Regions from separate parts of the Sus scrofa genome. Here all the other regions are linked to region 1. The links are chromatin contacts, called in public Hi-C and HiChIP or PLAC-seq maps. All regions are on one chromosome and are shown on one strand. Each heading gives the region's core, a stretch centred on a gene start, on an enhancer-like site or on the middle of the called end of the contact. The rest is flanking DNA. Distances are from core to core; before and after follow the strand shown. Region 1 holds the start of NPR3 (atrial natriuretic peptide receptor 3). Region 2 overlaps NPR3 (atrial natriuretic peptide receptor 3). Region 3 overlaps LOC102162488 (a long non-coding RNA gene).

Region 1 (3,701 bases), core at 1,141-3,640:
GAAAGTGAGGGTCGCCTGAGTCCAGACACTGCGAGGTATTTTTGGTGGAAACCACAGAAGCCCGTTCATAAAAGGCTAGCGCGGGGATGGGGGGGCATGGAAGGAATGAGAAAGGAGATGCAATGACTCTTTAAAAGAAAGCTGGGGATCTGTGGAAGCAGCAGCCAGGGAAACCCGGAGATAGGAGCTGACCGTTTGGCCGCGCGCCGGTTGTAGAGCATCGGCTTACACTTCCTCACTAGGAGGGGACGCACCTCGGAAAAGGAGCGGGTAACAAGTTTTTCTGCTTCGTCACGCTTTCAGACCCTGGTTGGAGCAAGGCACCTGTAGTGAGCCGGCCCCTAAACCGCAAGCCCGGCGCAAAAGAAACAACCAGAGAGGTTTGACAGCACCTGTCGTACCAAGACACTAGTGAGCTGCAGGCTCACACACCCCCTCCCCCAGGCTCCTTGATGTCCCCAGGACCCTCTACGTACACCCCACCACAGCCTTGAGCGATAGTCAAAGGTCGCTGCAGCCAGACAGCTCACACTAGGGAGAGTCTCCGTGCACGCGCCCTCTCCAGGTGTTCAGTGCCGTAGAGGGTAGTGGGGTCCCAGAGGCGCGGAGGGGCATGTAGGGAGAGCCGAGCAGAGTGGTTGAGTTAGGGCTGGGGGGCCCCGGGGCGCACTTCTGCTCACCTCGCTCATTGGCCTGGATGTAACGCACGATGTCGTCCAGATCCAAGCCTTTGGTCTCATCGAAATTGTAGACGGACGTGTGCAAGCCCTCCTCCTGGAAGACCTCATGGACCCCCTCGAGGGTGAAGAAGCAGTTCCGCTCCAGCTTGTCGTCGCTGTAAACCAGCACGGCGCGGCTCCACTGGTGGTGACGGAACAGGGCAAGCATCATCTCTCCCATCTTTGCGTACGCTGGCGCCACGCGCGTGAGGTGCGAGTACTCGGTGTCCTTATGCTGGAAGCCGGCTGCGAGTGCCCCGGCTGACAGCATGGGCAGATCCCAGTGGGACGCAAGCCGGGCTACCGGTGCAGCCGCATACTCGCACACCGGCCCCAGGATGAGGTCGGGCTTGGCGCCCCGCGCCGCCGCCACGCGGTCCACCAGGCTGAAGAGTGCGCGGTTGCCGCAGTCCGAGTCTTCGTAGGCCACCTGGAAGCGAGTGCCTGGTGGCAGAAGCCGCCGCCCGGTCCCGTTTCCCTCCACGCTGCGCAGTGCATATTCGATGGCCGGCCGCACCCGGGCCAGGGAAAACAGGTACGAGTCGTCCTGGGGCAACAGCACCAGCACCTCGATCTTCTGCGGCGGCAGCGCCTCTCTCTCCCGGCGCCCGCCGCCCGGGCCCCCGCCAACACCGCCACCCGTGCAGCCGACCAGCAACGCCCAGTCGAGCAGTACGCACGCGGAGAAAGTGAGCACCAGCAGGGAAGGCATCGTGCCGCAGGAAAGCGCCTGCCCTCGCTGCGGACTCGCTCTCTGCCCCCCACCCACCCTTCCTCTTTCCTCCCCACTCTACTCTCCGAGGTCCCTGCGCCCCCTTGGGCGCTCTAAGAAAATAGAATACCCCCTTCACTAACTCGCCAAAAGATAGAGAGGAAGAGTCCTCCTTTGCAATGCCACTCGTTTAAAAAAAAGAAAAAAGAAGAAAGGAAAAGAAAAAGTTCACCGGGTGTAAACCTATACAGCTATATTATAAATATACTTTTTATAAATATATATATATATATTCGCCCTCCCTTTATATATACTATTTTGCTTAGAGGTGGCTTCTTATTTGGGCGTTGCTAAGGTTTCTTTTGAAAGCGTATTTGTAAAAGAAGAAAAAGTTAGACTTGTCCAGGTGCTTGTAATTGACGGTGCATCTCCCTCGCGTTTGATCTCATTGATTCGCGCCGGTTCCTGGATCCATAACCCGAGTTTAAATAGCGTGGCAGCGGCGGAGCGTGTTACCACACAAGGCGCGCCGAGGCTGGGCTTGTATTTCCAACCGGTGGGGAGGGTGGGAGTGGGGAGTGGTGGGGGCTGGGCTGGGGAGCCTCTCATTAACATTCTTACATCAGGGCTCCTCCCCGCACCCCTACTCTTCCCACCCCTCCCCTGTCCCTAACTCCCACTCCCCGTCAGACCTCGGCCTTTTCCTTAAAGCCGCAGTCGCCCACGTCTGCACCAGCAGGAGCCCCCACCGCTCCACACTGCCACCAGGGTCCCCGCCACTCCCTTGCCCCGCGTGCGGCAGCCCTCTCTTCAGCTCCGGCCTTTAAAAATGGAAATGTGTTTGAAAGTAAAGAAACGCGCGCAGGCACACACATAACGTGCAAAAAAAAAAAATAAAAAAGAGGAATGGGGTGGTCCTAGAAATTAGTGGTTTCGTTGCAAAAAAAAAAAAAAAAAGCTCTCACCTCTCTCTCACTCCAGCCACACTCCCTCCCGAAGCGACTCGGGGCGGGCAGTCGACCTTCCCAGCCCCCCTGGCTCAAGGTCAGGGAACAAGGACCAAGGCACCGATGCAGACGTCTAGGTCGCGGACCTGGAACGCCTTGCTAGCCCCGGCGTCCTCCCCCGCCCCCCGCCGGCCTCCTCCCCCTGGGCAGCCCGGGTTCGCGCCGGAGCCGAAGTGCTGCGGCGCATCCAGCGTTCCCCACGCACCCAGTGTTCCCCGCGCACCGAACACCTCCGCTGGCGCGCTTCGAGCAGAAAAGCGAAACTTGTTGCTCCCAAAGGCGAGAGAACACTTTTTCGCCTGGAGGTGGCAGAAGGCTTGAAAAGCATCTCCAAGGCATCCTTGGGCTTTGTTTGCTAAACCAGGTAACTACATAAAGAGACCTTCTTCCGAAAGCTTTTTCCCGAAGGCCCCTGGGTGGAGTCGCGTCCTCCGCTCCAGTCCTTGCGCTGGGAAATCCCACCGCTTTTCTTCCGCGGCTCGCGAGAACCTGTGCTCTAGGTTCTCCAAGGCCGAGAAAGGTCCTGCGTCCGAGACCCAGTCACGCCACTGGTCCCAGCCACAGCAGTGTTGGAGACGAGGATGGAAACGGCCTTGAAGAAGTCAGTGACCAGAAGAGCCTCGCCGGAGTGCGCTGCGCTGCAGGGCAGGACCTAGAGGAACTTGACCCTCTGAACCTGGTTAACATTTCACCGAGGTCATTTGCAATGTGAACCTGCTACTTTGGAAGGGTGAATTCCACCACTTAGGTCCCGCGAATTAAAATAAATTGAAAGTATTTTAAAATGGTCTTTCATTTGACTGGGCGTTCTTGTCCATAAACTTCTCTTAGTCTTAGACCAACGCCCTCTTTCGGCAGAAACTTGCAGCCGCCGTCTACCCCGGTTGCCACCTCCCCAGGCGCTGAGTTTGTTTTGGGTTTTGTTTTGTTTTGCTTTATTTAACGCCGGGATCTCAAAGAGCCATCGCTCTCATTTGTGACGGTGAAACGGTAAATTGGGGTTTCCGGAGATGTAGCAACTTCAGGCATCAGTGCTCGCCACTCTTAACATCACCCTCCTTATCGCTCTTTCTGACACTGTAAATGTAGCTGAGTAACGTTTCATCCTCGGGGCATTTAGATTTCAGATAATGCTCTGTGGTCCCTGAATCTTCAAGTAGGACCTTATAATTCCAGCGAAAACCTTCATTCATGTTACTAGACCTGCTAGCCAGTAGCACACGAGGCATCTGTATACAATTTTATTTCCCCCCCAAAACGGGT
Region 2 (3,941 bases), core at 936-3,435, 81 kb before region 1:
AAAAATTATTTTATTCTAGCTATAAAACATTTCATTTAAGAAAAACACATGTTATATCCTTGTGTGAAATGCCCCCCAAAGCCATCAAGATATGGAGACATCAGACTTTCAAAACATAAGTCTAATCATATGCCCTTGAAAACAGTATGAACATTTAACAGAGTGACATTATATTCTTATATTTGTTTGTCATGAGATGAAAGGCTGGGAGGCATATGGTGATTAATAATAGTTCCTGAGCTTCTAAAGAAATTTAACAACGAAATGACTAACTGCTTAAAAGAATGAGTTCTTCGGGATTGCCCCTTCTGTTCCATTGATGTCTTTCATCCCATCTATCTCCTTAAAGAATCTCAAGCCAAAAGAACAGACTTCCTTTTAAGCCACCGAAAAATGGGATCTGATGGAATCTTCCCGTAACTCCCGATGTTTTCCGATGTTACTCTCTTCTTGCTGGTTTCGCCTCTCAATGGTTATTCTGTATTTCTTCCTGGGTAAAGAGAAAGTGAACATAGTAATAAAACCTCACTTGGCTCCAAAATACTATGGTTTCTCTTACAAAGAATGCCCTCAAGGGACATCTGGACTGGAGTTGATAAATGAGAAGTGACAGAATATGAAACCCTGGTCAAAGATTAAAGTAGTATGCCTCAAGGCATTATGCCCTTATTCAAGGAGGACAATTGGCCTGCTTTCCCAGATGCCATAGAACAAGCCTTCCCCTTCTTCCCTGGGTGCTTTGTGGGTTAAGCCTTGTCTACTTTGCCACAGAAGCTCTCCCCAACTCTCACGACATGCCCTAGATAAAGATCAGATGCAGCAGTGTACAGGAATACAGTTGTTCCCACAAAGAGTCACAGACACCCGGAGTTACATTTCCATGCAGAAATGAAAAATCTTAATGACTTAAGAAGAAGCCACAAATTCAACCACCAAAGATTACAAAGGAATGGACAGCCCTCCAGATGCAAAACTATCAGTGTCTGGAACACATAAATATTACAACTTTACACGACTTGAGCCATAACCACAGTGGTAGCCAGGCATGTGTGTTCTCAACCACTGAGCACAGACCAGCCTGAGAACATGGGCTGCTCAGAGCCACTCCCTCCTCTATGGAAGGTGAAGCCAGCATCTCTTTCTGAATTGGAGGAAGCCTGAGAACGGGGAAGTTGATTTCCCCTTTGTCCAGATTCCCTCTCCGCTTAGGCATGTGGTGGGTGGTAGGAATCCAGGTCAGAATATTTGTGAGCAGAGGATAGCGGTGGCTCTGTGGCCCACAGGGGGAGGCACTAGAAACCCCTGACCCCCACTTCCTAATACGCTAACCCACTGGCCCCCAAGCCAGGGCCACACCAAAGGAATGGCTTAGCTCTTTCAACCGCCATGCTTTTTGGGGTAAGAACAAGATAGGGACAAGTCAGAAGTGACAAAGGCAATTAAGGAGAGTGAATTTTAAAACTTCATAAAGTCGTCCTAACCTGAAAAAGTAGAAGGCCATTAGCAAGCCAGCTCCTAGTAAGGCCCCCACAACAATTCCTGTCACTGCTGATTCTTCTAGGCCACCTGCTTGAAAAAGAAACATAGATAATCTGAGTTCATTTTGAGAAATAGTTAGAAATGCCTCATTCTGACTTTTCACTCATTGAAAGCTTTCATTCACTGGAAAGTGTTTAATTTCCCACCTGAGGCAAATTTTCCAATTTTCCTTTCATTTTAAGAAATATTTCCTAGGGGATCCTGTCTGTTGTGGAGCTGGTGGTGGTGATGGTTACAGTTGTGGTTCCGTTTTTGGTTTGGGGGTTTTCTACCAAGTGCAAAACCATCTGTATAAATGGTTTTTTAAAAATGAACTATGTATGTGCCCACGCCAAAGTTGAGCAGTAAAATGAACGCTGTTTGCACTGTCACAGCATCTATGTTTTACAGGGGAGAAAAAAAGCATTTAAAAAAGCACTAGGTGGGAGTTCCCGCTGTGGTGAAACAGGATCTGATCCCTGGCCCAGGAACTCCATATGCCACAGGGAGGCCAAAAAATAAGGAAGGAAGGAAGACCTAGATGAACAAACTGTTACAAGAAAGTGAGCACAATGGAAATAAGGCACGTTCAAGAAGGATTCGGGGAAAACTGGAAACAAGTTCCCGGATACACGGGCACTTCTGAGTTTACAGTCAGAGAGTCAACCGCACAGACTATGGGACTGACCCAGCACTTCTCATTTTCACAGATGGGTGGTGACACTTCCAAGTGCTGGAAGATTTGGTGAAAAAGTCATTGGGTTAATGTTCTGTTTTTAGATGTTCTCTCACCAAAGTTAGAGTTTCAAGTCAAATGTCTTATATAGCTTTGTGAAAATGTGAGTAACAATTTGAAACAATCAAGTTCAGTAGTGTCCCAGTTATTATATAAAAATGATAAATAGCCAACTTGTGGAGAAAGAGTTTAGGCCACAGTCTTTAATGCATTTTGAAGGCATACTGAATCCTCAAAACTGTCCTAAGAATTGGGTACCTTTCTTCCATTTTACATATGGGAAAACCGAGGCTTAAAGAAATAAAGGAACACTCCTCAGGTCACAAAACTAGTAAGTGACAAGAGTGGGATTTCACGTCAAGGCCCTGTAACTCCAGAGACTATGTTTTTGACACGTTTCTGACTTATTCCTTCCCACAGTTATTGCACAAACATAAATGCCTCAGTTCGAAGGCTGTTCCTAAAACATAAGGAGCACACATCTGTCAGCCTCAAGTGACCAACTGGCCTGAAAGGTCAATACTCACTTTGCTCTCCCTCAATAGCTTATCGAAAGGCCTTTCTAAAGCAATGGTTTCCAACCATTTTTCTACTTGTAAACTCCTTAAAAGAATGTCCACTTTCTTCTATATTTATGACAAGCTGCTCCTAAATAACAGCTTTTATACTTATTTGCTAATTTGTAAATCTTTAGGTGTTTAAGGGACATTGTTTGCTTCTGAGGGGTATGAGAATAAATACAAACTTTAAAACAAGAGATGAGTAAGTGAGTGACACTAACTAGTATTTGACTAGTATTTGATGTTTTAATTTCCCCTAAAAGTGTAAGCCTCAAATACTAAAAGGTTTTAGTAAAAATAGGGAGAAGCCTTCTACTGTTTTGGAAAAGTGTGGAAGGAATGAAGGACCCAGAAGCCTCTGATGAAGGCAGTTGCCAGTTTGTGTATTGTCCCCATGGGTTTCATCACACCAGAAACAGAAATTCAGACTTTCAGAACAGCTCCTAAATAACCACTGCATTATCCTGATGCTACAGATGATAAAACACACAGCAAATTAAGGCTCTAAACTTACATGCTTTGCAAGGAGAGCTGTTTGTGTGCTCCACAATTCTGGTTTCATCTATTCTCAGTTTTAAAGGTCCCCAAGGATATTTGACATTCGGTCGCATTTCAAAACGACCTTCTTTTCCAAAGTAGTCACCAATAACCTATATAAAAGGGGGAAAAAACACCAACAAACAAACAAACAAAAACAAATATACCAACTGAAAGGTCAGAGTTACCTGTTTCCAAAGGGGGCACAGGTTGGGCTCCTTCACACTGACTGTAACAGTGTGTTTCAGAAGACTTTGTAAATCAAGATTTGCAGTCACCAGGAGTTCCTGTCGTGGCACAGTGGTTAACGAATCTGACTAGGAACCATGAGGTTGTGGGTTCGATCCCTGCCCTTGCTCAGTGGGTGAAGGATCCAGTGTTGCTGTGAGCTGTGGTGTAGGTCGCAGATAAGGCTCGGATCCCAAGTTGCTGTGGCTCTGGCGTAGACCGGTAGCTACAGCTCCAATTAGACCTGTAGCCTGGGAACCTCCATATGCCGCAGGAGCAGCCCAAGAAATGGCAAAAAGACAAAAAAAAAAAAAAAAAAAAAAATTATAGTCACCAAAGGTGCTCTTAAGGTGAGCATAATT
Region 3 (3,697 bases), core at 678-3,177, 130 kb before region 1:
AAAAATAGAGAACAGGTCAATGTAAAGTATAATCAAACTCTAAAAGTTGTCCTGTATCCAAAAATGCCATTGAAAGTCAGAAAATACGTGTTTGTGTGGACCAGCACAGTTGGGGAGGAGAAAGTACAGGTGAGTCTAAGCACATGGGTAGATGTATTAATTTCTCAGGCTGCCATAAAAAAAGCACCAGGTACTGGGTGGCTTGAACAACAGGAATTTATTTATTTATTTATTTATTTATTTATTTATTTATTTATTTTTGTCTTTTTGCCTTTTCTAGGGCTACTCCCGTGGCATATGGAGGTTCCCAGGCTAGGAGTCTAATCGGAGCTGTAGCCGCTGGCCTACACCAGAGGCACAGCAACTGGGGATCCGAGCCGCATCTGCAACCTACACCATAGCTACAGCAACGCCAGATCCTTAACCCACTGAGCTAGGCCAGGGATAGAACCCTCAACCTCATGGTTCCTAGTCAGATTCATTAACCACTGAGCCATGACGGGAACTCCAGGAATTTATTTCTCACAGATATGGAAGCTAGACATTCAAGGTGCCAGCTGATTTAGTTCCTGGCGAAGGCAGTCGTCTTGGCTTGTAACTTCCTCACTGTGTGCTCACTCACATGGCCTTTGCTGGATGCATGAGCAAAAACAGAGAGAGCAAGTTCCCTGTTGCCACTTCTTATAAGGACTAATCCTGTGGAATTATGATGCTTATGAGCTTGTTTAACCTTAACTACTTCCTTAGAGGCCCCATCTCCAAATACAGCCACACTTATAGGGCTTCAACATATGCATCTGGCAGGTGGACACAAATATTTTGTGTGTAATAGTAGGATATGACCAAAGAGTGTGGGGGAAAGAAGTTCAGGCCAAGGACAGCATTAGAGAAATGAAAAGGTAGGGAAAGTGTGTGTGTGATTCTGAACAAATACTTATTGAGCACCTGCTCAGGACCAGTCACTGTTCCTGGCTAATGGGCTGCCCACTTGGAGTTATTTCTAGGAGGTGGCAAGACACATAAACATAATAAGTCAATTATTTAACAGTATTATCAGATTTGTAAAAGTGATGAGTACTATGGAAATAAGAGAGTCAAGGGTAGACATGGTGAGAGGAGAGGTTGAGAGGCTGAATTACGGGAATCAACATAGGCCTTGTTAGAAGGAAGAGAACTAAGTGAAGACTTGAGGCAGTTAGTAAAGAGGCTAAGTTGGGGTAATCATTTCAGACAGAGGAAGGATAAAGCAAAGGCCTAAGCAGCAGAAAATTCTTGACATTGAAGAAGAAATGAAGATGTCATTGTGGTCAGAGGGGAATGAATGAGGACAGGGGCTGAGAGAAAAGTCAGAGTGGGCCCCAAAGGCCACTAAGACTTTAGGAGCCAGTGCAGGATTTGAACCAAAGAGTGACAAGATCTGATTTTTGTTTTTTCTTTTTTTGTCTTTTTAGGGCCAAACTCCTGGCATATGGAAGTTCCCAGACTAAGGTTGAATCAGAGCTATAGCTGCCGGCCTACACCACAACCACAGCAACACCAGATCCCAGCCAGGTCTGCGACCTACATCACAGCTCACAGCAACACTGGATGCTTAACCCACTGAGCAAGGCCAGGGATTGAACCCGTGTCCTTATGGATGTTAGCTGGGTTAGTTTCCTCTGAGTCACGATGAGAACTCCAAGATCTGACTTTTTAAAGGCTCACTCTAGCTGGTGCATGTAGGGTTAGGAGCTGAGAGGCCATTAGTTGTTTGTTGCAATAATCCAAACGAGACCTAATGGTGACTCAGACCAAGGTGGTAGCAGGGGAGGTGGGAGCAGCGATCTGATGATTCTGGATAGATGCTAACAGCAGAGTTGTGAGACTATACTGACAGACTGTGAAAGAAAGGGAGGAGCCAAGAACCAGTTTGAGTGTTACGTTTGCTTATCACCCTGGATTCATTTCCCTATAGTAAAAGCACTTCTGCTTTCCTGTACCCACTCCACTTCTGTTACTTTCTGGTGAGAAATGCAGAACTCAGAGAATCTCACTGAGTTGTCAGAAGTCTGTGGGTTAAAGAATTGAGAACCAAAACAGTTTCTGTCTGTAATACATAGTATGACTTCATTTTACATTGGTTTGGTGCTCTCTATACTGTTAAATAGGACCATTCCTTCATCAGTCTTTGAAAAAGTGCAGCTCAATGCTCCCTTATTTCCCTTTCTTCATTTATTTTTCTCCCAAGCAATCGCCAGCATCTAGCATGTTGTACTTATATATCTTGTTTATTGTCTGTCACCCACACTAGCATATAAGCAGATGATTTTCTTGGTTTGTTCACTGCTATATCTCTAAAGCCCAGAAAAGTGTCTGGTACTTGGTAGGTATTCAATAAATATCTTTTGAAGGAATGAGCTCATGTGTGAAGTGTAGGAGAAATAAGGAGGGAGGGAGAGAGAGAAGAGAATGAAAGATCAAGGGAAGGGTAGGGAGAAGGAGAAAGAAAAAAAAAAAGGAAATTAAATGATGAAGCTGCATTAGGAGCACACGTTCCTCAGGGCCCTATGCTAAGGGACACAGAAAATTGAAATGCTCCAGCTTTCTAGGTGTCATATATCCACACACATATAGACAAACAAAATAATAGAATTAAAACTTTAAAGTAATAAAAAAATCAATTGAATGAAAATTACTGATTTTTAAAATGAAATTCATCTTTTTATATATTCCTTTCCTACAAATGATACTGAGTCTGGGAGCATTTTCTTTACTCCAGAAGATTTGAAATCCTGCCAGTTTCCATGGGAGGGAGAGGAAAGCTATGGTAGACGTTAGCAAAGCTATGACATAGATGAGTATTAACGAATATTGAGCAAATAAATCAAGTGGCACCTTTCTTCCCAATAATGCTAAACCAGTGGCTTCTAATTCTGAGGCCCCTCACAAAAGAAAATGAGCCACATACTTCTGTATATCCTGAAGAAGAGCTGAAATTTCTGGCCACAAGGTCATAGGTCTGAAAGCTGGCCTTTCCAACCCCCAGCCCCCAATTAATCAAAATGCGCTATAGCCAGCCGGCAGGGGAGTGATTTCCTGCTACTGAATCACTCTTCCTAGATCTGGGAACGGGTTGAATTGTATGAAAATCTACCCTGGGAAACAAAGAGTAAATATTTTCAATTAAACCATATTTCAATTTGCAGTTTACAAAGTTAGGTATTTTACCCATTCAGTGGCTTAGGTGGTGCTCCGCTCCCCAGGTGAGAGCAAATTACCTGAACTCTTGAGTCTTTCTGTGGGTCTTGTGCTGTGTATCTTTTGTTTGCCACTCCAGACCCATTCTCCTCCCTTCTCTACCCTCTCCTCCTCTGCCCTCTGTGCCTGGAAAGCTGTCAGCCTGCAACAATGATTCCCTGGGCTTCTGGCTTCTCATGGGGCTCAGCCAATGGGAGACACTGGTAGGAGAGGGAAAAGCAACAGAGAGTAGGCCCTTGGCGTTTATCTCAGTGAATGAGCCATATCCCTCTAGTCAAACACAGTTCATTTCTAGTTGCCCCTCTGCTTTCCACACATGGCTCCCCACCCCCTCCCTTTCTGGTCCAGAGGTGATGACATGTCAATAGCCCCAAATACTGCACTGTTCGCTGTTTTCCTTGAACTTGGCTCTTGCTTTCTGGATAGTCCTTTTATTAAACTCTCCACAAATCACTTGATT

What was found. A called contact is a pair of places that touch in the nucleus more often than the background predicts. HiChIP or PLAC-seq counts read pairs in DNA pulled down with a chosen protein or histone mark.
Region 2: an H3K27ac HiChIP or PLAC-seq map of alveolar macrophages shows a contact between it and region 1. The contact joins the enhancer-like site here to the promoter of NPR3 in region 1. A contact is called at or near these places in 2 of 5 promoter capture datasets (fetal liver and fetal skeletal muscle), 6 of 47 Hi-C or Micro-C datasets (embryonic fibroblasts, epiblast stem cells, fetal liver and 3 more) and 2 of 2 datasets of contacts at active chromatin or transcription factors (alveolar macrophages and skeletal muscle).
Region 3: a Hi-C map of retroperitoneal adipose tissue shows a contact between it and region 1, with 1.9 times the contacts expected there. The contact joins the enhancer-like site here to the promoter of NPR3 in region 1. A contact is called at or near these places in 1 of 5 promoter capture datasets (fetal liver), 8 of 47 Hi-C or Micro-C datasets (alveolar macrophages, embryonic fibroblasts, epiblast stem cells and 4 more) and 2 of 2 datasets of contacts at active chromatin or transcription factors (alveolar macrophages and skeletal muscle).

What each region holds. Positions count from the first base shown.
Region 1 is chr16:18,840,229-18,843,929 of Sscrofa11.1, reverse strand. NPR3 (atrial natriuretic peptide receptor 3) reads right to left here and starts at 2,390. Exons shown (of 8, transcript XM_021077060.1): 1 at 681-2,390. The coding sequence starts at 1,431.
Region 2 is chr16:18,920,770-18,924,710 of Sscrofa11.1, reverse strand. NPR3 (atrial natriuretic peptide receptor 3) reads right to left here. Exons shown (of 8, transcript XM_021077060.1): 6 at 3,329-3,464; 7 at 1,482-1,566; 8 at 1-490. The coding sequence ends at 379. All of the region lies in intron 3 of LOC102162488 (a long non-coding RNA gene), which reads left to right. Among named protein-coding and RNA genes, the nearest start is that of NPR3, 81 kb to the right of the region's middle. Within about 2 kb of position 2,185, at least 1 of the 83 cell types and tissues checked has an H3K27ac peak or open chromatin away from gene starts, as enhancers often do. A contact at or near this core is called in alveolar macrophages, where this site is marked.
Region 3 is chr16:18,966,816-18,970,512 of Sscrofa11.1, reverse strand. The region is part of intron 3 of LOC102162488 (a long non-coding RNA gene); the gene reads left to right. Among named protein-coding and RNA genes, the nearest start is that of NPR3, 130 kb to the right of the region's middle. Within about 2 kb of position 1,927, at least 10 of the 83 cell types and tissues checked have an H3K27ac peak or open chromatin away from gene starts, as enhancers often do. A contact at or near this core is called in alveolar macrophages and retroperitoneal adipose tissue, where this site is marked.